Regions from separate parts of the Bicyclus anynana genome. Here region 2 is linked to region 1. Evidence: chromatin contacts called from public Hi-C data. All regions are on one chromosome and are shown on one strand. Each heading gives the region's core, a stretch centred on a gene start, on an enhancer-like site or on the middle of the called end of the contact. The rest is flanking DNA. Distances are from core to core; before and after follow the strand shown. Region 1 overlaps LOC112046822 (E3 ubiquitin-protein ligase RNF115). Region 2 holds the start of LOC112046830 (RNA-binding protein MEX3B).

The links. A called contact is a pair of places that touch in the nucleus more often than the background predicts.
Region 2: a Hi-C map of whole larva shows a contact between it and region 1, with 4 times the contacts expected there. The contact joins the promoter of LOC112046830 here to the enhancer-like site in region 1. A contact is called at or near these places in 2 of 2 Hi-C or Micro-C datasets (whole body and whole larva).

Annotation. Positions count from the first base shown.
Region 1 is chr17:3,090,063-3,094,326 of ilBicAnyn1.1, forward strand. LOC112046822 (E3 ubiquitin-protein ligase RNF115) reads left to right here. Exons shown (of 8, transcript XM_024083631.2): 8 at 1-1,066. Among protein-coding and RNA genes, the nearest start is that of LOC112046822, 16 kb to the left of the region's middle. Within about 2 kb of position 1,484, at least 6 of the 8 cell types and tissues checked have open chromatin away from gene starts, as enhancers often do.
Region 2 is chr17:3,257,067-3,261,248 of ilBicAnyn1.1, forward strand. It overlaps LOC112046830 (RNA-binding protein MEX3B), which reads right to left and starts at 1,677. Exons shown (of 2, transcript XM_052886416.1): 1 at 1,294-1,677. The coding sequence starts at 1,537.

The DNA.
Region 1 (4,264 bases), core at 234-2,733:
TGAGCTTAAAGCTATAATTACATTGATTACTTAGACAATATTTAACATTTAATTCTGATTCGTTTCCGTCATAAAAATCATATAACACTTTAATTTTTCCAGTCCATCTAACGCAATATGAAATTAGGCTGTCAATATAAGAAGAACGGTCGGTTTCAGTATATACTTTCTCGTATAAAAATTGTTATAAAGTACCTAATTGTACTGTAGCACAATACATAATAGGTAAGAATTTTTTACCTACATGTTAATAAGTACCATCGACAAATTTATATAACATCATCTTTGATAGGAACCTCATCACAATAAATTATTATTATTTATCTAAGTATGTTGTTAAAAATAATGTTATACTTATCTTATTCTGTTCGCTAAGGAAAATAATGATTTCCTTAATATTAGCTAAGTCAATTTTATGGTCTCTTAACTTCATTTGCGTACCACATAACGCAGTTTATTTATTTTCTACACAAAAATAAATACAGTAGGTACCCAGTTGGTACAGACCTTTAATCCAACTTGGCAACATTTGTCGCGCAACATGTTGGAAGCAACACGTAACTTTTCTTGATTGTATGAACTATGAAAGTAAACATAGGTTGCGCAAAGGTGCCAAGCAAGCCACACATTATGACTTGAGCTGGCCTATTCGCTAACTTGAGGATTTTAAAAATCCAAAACCATCGTGCTTATTTGGCATTATTACATTGCTGCTTCTCTGATTGATTTTACATAATATTTTACACAATAATCTCTAATGAATATCAAATAAGCTCAATATATATTTTTTTAAACAACAATTTAGTAAATACCCCAGCTTGGAATCTTGTGGACAGTATAAAAGAGTGTCTAAAATCTAAACTAATAGCCGTGTTATTAAGCAACATTGCCATACAAATGTTGAGCATCAAAAGTTGCCTAGTGTATATAAAGCTTTACAGTAGTGTTGCGCTAGGTTCTGAGGTAACACGTGGGATAAATTGTATAAAGCCGATGTTTATATATGAAAATGTAAATTACATTAAATTTAAAGTTTTCGAAATAAAACGAAAAATGTTTTAACATTTGTGTTGATACTTTATTTTTAATTATTCCCTAAATAGCTGTTTTAGAATTAAATTCTCTATATCACATGATGGTAAGTGACAAGGTTATAAAAAATAATTTATCCTGAATTATAACTTGGTCTTTCTATAGTTTCATGACTGCTTTAAGAAACTTCGATTTCTTTACTGTCCCTTGTAAACTTTCTTGTACGCTGTACGAAATTTTATGAGAATGTAGACATGATTGAATTAACATAATGAATATTAATTTAAATAAAACATAAAAAAAGCAGTCCGAAGTCGACTAACGGGTTAGACGATTAATCTAACAACCCGGGTCACCAGGTGTACAGAATTAGTCAGAAGTCGGTGGTACTGACCCACCACACGGCGCCGATGCGCCGCACGTGTCCACGCATCTGCTTATTTAATAGCTTCTACCTGCGAGGTGCAACGTCTTAAAGCCACTGACCGCCTGGTACTCACCATCATGAACCCATACATTATATGGGAATGAAAAGTGGAATTATTGAACCATCTGCTTCAATTGAATGATTTTTAGTTTTATCTACGATGTTTACAAATGAATATTAAAAGTAACAGTAGATTACAGTAGTTATTCTATTTTTGGAAGTGTTAGGCTTTGGTTGTAAATGTAAGTTGTATGACGATGAAGACAAAACAGAAATGTGTTTGCAATTAGGTCAAAACAAGGTGAGTTTACAGCTTCCAGCTGTATCACAACTAATAGACCAATTCCACGCGGACGAAGGCGCGGGCGTCCGCTAGTATATCATACAGTTAAACCGGAATAGAATAATATTTCACTACCTTAGTGAAATTAAAACTATAGTTACTTTTCTAAGCCGGCTGAATAGGGCACTGCAGTTATCTTACATTTCTAGTAAGAGAGAAAATGCAACCGGGATTGGAACTTTGTACTTCCCATCCACAATGCATAGCCGTTTCGCCGTCAAAGTGTGGGCCTTACAAAATAATATAAAACTTGGCGCGAGCGATGGCAATTAATACAAAGGTGCGTGCGCAGCTGACGGTGCACCTGCCGCCATCTTTTGAATTTCTTTAACTTTTTTTTCGCCATCGAAGTTTATAGTCAAAGAGACGACATTTGTGTTCAGTACAAAATGCATAATACATCTATACTTATAATAAATCTGTAGAGAGGTCAATTCTGTACATGAAATATATTTCATTCCTATCAGGGGGTGATTAGTGATCGATACTGATGCCAAAAATGCAATCAGTAAAATTTTTGTCTGTCTGTCTGTCTGTCTGTATGTTCTTTATAGAAACAAAAACTACTGGACGGATTTTAACGAAACTTGGTACAATTATTCTACATACTCCTGGGCAGGTTATAGTATACTTTTCATTACGCTACAATCAATAGTAGCAGAGCAGTGAAGAGAAATGTTGAGAAAACGGGAGAAGTAACTCCATTTTTTAAGTTTCCGTCGCGTGTACAGCCTTAATGGTTAAAGCTACATAGAAATCATGTATGACGGAAATGTTCTCCTTAAAATTATCTATAAAAACACAACAGCATATATATGTCTTTCTTTTATGGTTGACTCACAATAACACGTGTACCTCCCGATAGCTTAGCAGTTCGGAGCTTTCTAATTATATTTGTCTACTCTTATGTTTATATCACTCATCCCTTATAAGAAAGTTAACATTATTACCTATTCAATAAAAAAAGAATCATAAAAATCGGTAATGAAACACCAAAGTTATACAAGAAATATGCTAAGCCATCGCGCGTGAATACTAATTCATGCTGTACGGATTATTTTTGTGTAACGGTTGCCGCGCTCGACGCGACTCGCGGTGGGAGGAATAAATAAAGAAGTGCAGCCTTAATGAGTAGGGTAGGGGTAGGGTAGGGTAGGGGTAGGGTAGGGGTAGGGGTAGGGGTAGGGTAGGGCAGGGGTAGGGTAGGGGTAGGGTAGGGTAGGGGTAGGGTACAGGTAGGTTAGGGTAGGGTAGGATAGGGGTAGTTGAAAGTTTACAACGACTTTCACGCGGACGAAGTCGCGGGCGTCCGCTAGTCTATAATAAGTACATACCTATACGAGAAATATTTGTATCATTATGCTAGCCACAAACGGTCAATTATTCTCACGTTTCTGTAGCACCCACGGCTATAATTGATCGTGTGTTGGTGACTGCGTACATGACTTCTATAGTATGCCGCGTGGGTACTGCCGTTTGAACTTTTCAGAAACGTGAGAATAATTGACCGTCAATGGCGACCTTTAAAAAAAAAATTGATCTCGTGACGAGGAGGCGCAAAGGATGATGTCGATGGTGAGGATGAAGTCGCCAAAGACGAGGCACAAAGGAGAGGTTTATTTAAGATAAGGTTGTTGCTGGTTGGCGCTTTCACAGATCGAGGCTACAGTTTTTAAAACAATTAGCTTCCCAAGTTTATATATATTTATATTAATTTATATACTCTTTTAAATATTGAATAGAAGCAGGCGTTACTTTGCGCAAGTTCATCATGATAGCCGACGAACCCATGCGACAACGTCACCCAGGTCATATTGGGATAGCATAGCTTATAGGATTGTGAAACCCCCCTGTGGATTCTAACTCATACCCAAACCCTAAAGTTTAAGTTCGAGTTAGTATCCAACCCTTTAACGGCTGATTTATTGAGGGTTAAATTGTAGATTGAGGTTGATAGGCGCTAACTTTTGCTTCCACACACCCAAATATCTAGGATAGGCCTGGCCCCTTCAAGTCTATTTTTATTATCTTAATATATTTCCATATCGGTAGCCCAGAATCTTAGGGTGGTTTCAATTGCCTGCCGTGGGAAACCACCATTTTTTTTAAATATTATGTAGGTTAGTTGTTCTTCAAAGAAAAAATATGCCTCCACCACCATATTATTCTTTGGAACTTTTTGTAGATAAAAGTGTGGTACTGGTAAGACCTACTCCATCATGCATGTTTTTGTTATGCTTATGAGTATCTTCAAAGAATTAGACTGTGTTTTCGATCAGATCCCAGGTAGTTTGATTTTTTCTGACATTTCCAACAAATATCGTCATATTTTTATTTAAACAAAATCTTGACAAATTAAACACTGAAAACTTTCTCAGAATTCACTCTCTAGTTTTACAATTTAATACGTAGATACCTAATGATTATACCTATATAGATAGTAGATATTACGTAATGATAAT
Region 2 (4,182 bases), core at 427-2,926, 170 kb after region 1:
ATCACTGCCCACGCCCCTAAGCTTGCTGCAACGTATTAGAGCGTGGTGGGCCCAAGCTGTAGCAACAAACGATAACCTAGTTACCTACACGTACCACACTCTTGCACGTGGATTAGGTATCTAGTTACCTAAATACCTACTATAAAAATAGCGAATGGGTAACTTCGGTAAAAGCAAAGCATTTTTTTACAATCCAAATACCTACAAGAAATACAGTACGCAGGGATCTTATTCTTTGTCGTAAGTACCTACATCTACCTTAAAACAACGTAATGTCAGCCACTGACGATCAATTAATTTCACATGCCTGCAGTGCTAACGGCTTGACGTCCGATAAAACTGATCGTAACGTATTCGTCGCGATCGGCATCATGACATGCACATCGCGACCAACACACGATCCGTTTTTTCGTCAGTGGCCAACATTAAACTCGTAGTTCGCGGGTAGGTAGGACCCACCTACCCTTCCTTTTTATCTGAACTTTCGTCTGTATCGTAAATCTTTACTAATAGAAATATCTACTACCTACCTACGTAACTTAAAGAAACTATGTAGGTAGGTAACATAAGTAGGTACATACCTACGAACTAATAAATGCTACTCGTATGTTAGGTATAGTTAGACGCTCCATTTTCGCAGCATGCATGAATAACCTATAAAATAAAAATAGCAAAAGGTGCATGGAAAAAATATGCGTGGAACTAATGATTGATACGAGGGTAGATAGCTATAAAAACCGCAACTACACGATACGCCATTAACGTGGAGAAAATAACTCACGAAAGAATCTCACCAAACGACCGTGCAATTAGTTTTTTTCGCAAATCCGGTGCACATTTCAAAAAATTAGTCCCAGATAAGGCGGCGTTCACCGCTTTGTCGGAATTTTTTACGATACTCTTCAGAAAAACTACCAACATCCCTAAGGGTCTAATTTTTTGTTCGGCCCTGCCTTTTAATTAGGAGATCGTAGTTTTTTCACAGAGCAATCGGTCGGGCGTTCGCCGCACTGTGGCATCGAGACGTTTCGTTTAGGACCGCCTGCACCATGGGAAATCACTATGCACAATCGTTTATTCATTATGCACGGTCTATTTGATTTCTACGTATATTCGCCTACGTTACCAAGCTACGATCTACGGCATGAAAGTTACAGCTACGAAGTACAGCGCCCGAGACTGCGGACTTGCGGCACTCGGTGACTGCGATGCGGGTAAACAAACAAAATTGTCTCGAACGCCGCTCGGAGATCGAACATAACCTCCAAGCCGGCGCACGTGCGGGGAGCCTACCTTGTCTGCCGACGATCTCCGCGACGTGCTCCGAAGATGGCACGGGCACACACTCCGTCATGTTCTGGGATTTCTTGGCGCGGTCGTCGGGCGGCGGCGCGAATCCGAGCGGGCTCGCCAGCGGGTTCGCTGACGGCAGGGCATCCCCAAAGTTCAGCATGCTGAGTTCCAGTGCGAGCGCGTAGGCGCGCTGGTCTTCCACCAGCCCACCGCCGCCCAGCTCTCCGAACAGGCTCGACGGCATTTCCACTTGAGACGCAATCTTGTCGGTTTACGAGAGGTTCCCTCTCGAGTCACTTGTACGGTGGAGCCGCGTTCGATCGTTTCGCCGCGTGGGATCGTGTAACGCAACACGCGTATGCTCGAGTCGCGGCGCGGCGGTGAACTGAGTCGCCGGCCGGCCGGCGGGCGCACGCGCCTCGTGGCGCGGGGCGGGGCGGCGCGGCGCGGGGCGCGGGGCGGCGGGTGGCGGCAGGGGGCGCGCTGCACCGGGCGCCACCGCACGCCGCTCGCCGGGCGGGATGCGATGCGACGCAGCTTCCGCCCGCCCTGCCGCCGTCGCGACGTCCGCACGCCGCACGCCGCCCGGCCGCACCGCCGCACACCGCACGCCGCACGCCGCACCGCACTCCACGCTAGCCGTTGACACATCGCAGGTAATTATACCGCGCTCGACAGTCGACACTTCGTAAGTAGTGATTAAATGATAAACGACCGACCTACTACGACGACTTATCAAATAGGTACTCGAAGTCAAAAGTTTATCAGGTTTTTAGAAGTTTAAATAAATATGTTGCAATGAATGACTACTGTATTGGAAAGTAAACCTAAGTAATGGGGAATCAATAATTTCCCGGTACGGTAAAAGGTACCTAAACTACCTTAGTAGACGGAATTATCAAATTAATTGATTTCAAAATAAACATTATAGTAACCTACACACTACAAAGATATATTAAGCTTGAAGTGCTCGGCTTTCCGTGCAACTGAAAATTTTAGAAAGAAACCTATACCTACGACTTAGTACCTAACTAAGTGAGTACCTACTTGACTAACAAGAAGTCGAATTATTTTTAGGCTTATTATAACAACACATAATTTTTGCACGAAAATGCGCTTAATATAGGTACCTAGGTAACAGACATACCAGCGAAAATTGAATTTTGGACCTCTAAGATTAATCAACCTTGTAACCTAAACTATTAAACTTTAACATAATGTCAAAATCATCATATTAAAAAAAATGTCAAGTCTATAGCTTACTTCGATAAATAATAATTTATCTATCCAACTTAGAAAGAATTTCTCCTCTAAGAATTAGGCTAATAGTCCACCACGCTGGCTCAATGCGAATTGGCAAACTTCACACACGCAGAAAATTATGAAAATTCTCAGGTGTACAGGTTTCCTCACGATATTTTCCCTTCACGTTTCACGTGATATTTATTTTTTTTAAATGCACATAACTTAAAAGTGCATGCCCCGGACTGGATTCGAACCTACACCCTCCGGAATCGTTGGCTGAGGTCATATCCACTGGGCTATCACGGCTGTATAATAATATTCATAACTGAACTGTTGGAGGTGCATGTCCCGGACTGGATTCGAAAATTCGCTCTCCGAGTCGATTGAATGTATGTAATGCTGACCATAAAATACCTACCGCTCAAAGCTATTAACATGTGACTGTATTCACGGGTAGTAGGTAGTAGGTAGTTAGTAGATAGGTAGGTACCTCTGCCCGGTAACAGCAGTCAACTATACAAACCCTCTGTTCACAAAGCTTTTGAAGATGCCATTCAGACTCTTTGACTATACAAGCAGTTAGGGTTGCCCGTTACTATTGTTATTATAAGTTCGAGTATTGCTTCAAAGTTTTTGTTGTTTATTTCTTAAGTATGTTACTTGTTACTGTATGATACTTAGCGGCAGATCAAGTAGAAATTATAACTTGAGCTTTTAATATTATTGCCATTGCAAAAAAATTATCAAGTAAAAAATTGACCAATTAATAAATGAGTAAATAAATATACCTACTTACATAATACGCATAGCCTGTGTCAAAGATACTAAGATAGCGGATTTTATCATATATATAATCTATATATAATATATACTTATATAATCTATAAATACACCCAGACACTGGAAAACGAGAGCCTTGATAGCCCAGTGGACCTCTGCCTCTGATTCCTGAGGGAGTGGCTTCAAATCCGGTTCGGGGCATTCACCTCCAACTTTTCAGTTGTGTGAATTTTAATTGTCTGCGTGTGTAAAGTTTGCCAATCCACATTGGGCCAGTGTGATGGACTATTAGCCTAACCCCTCTCATTAAGTTAGGAGACTTGCGCTCAGCAGTGAGCCGAATATAGGTTGAGAATAAATGAAATGACTAGAAACATGGGTTCATCACTAAAAATATTATCCAGCTGCGGGAATACACAATGCGCCACATGTCCCTAAAAAGTTTTGTAAAATACATGGACATTGAACGTGTACATTACATAAAACTTCTTCGTTGGTCCAATGGTTAGCCTATTTGAATCAGGAGATCCTTGGGTCGAGTCCTGGGTCGTGTTATCTGGTACCTACTGAGCCTTTCGTTCAGTAAAGTATTGTTGTATATGTCTCAGTCCGGTTTGGGAAGTTGATGGAAGTTCATCGTGTCTCGAATTCTAAATGTCAAACATTATCACCAGCCCATATTAAAGCGGCATGGTGGATCTAAACTCCATTACCCTCTCATATAAGGAATGAGGCCTTACCAGAGCATAATGAAGAGTCAATAGTAAGTAGGAGTCACCTGCAGTTTGCAGTTTCAACTGTCAGAGGTCACTGTATCGCCTTGACCGCGCCTCCCCCGCTACGAGCTACGAGTGTATGTACTTA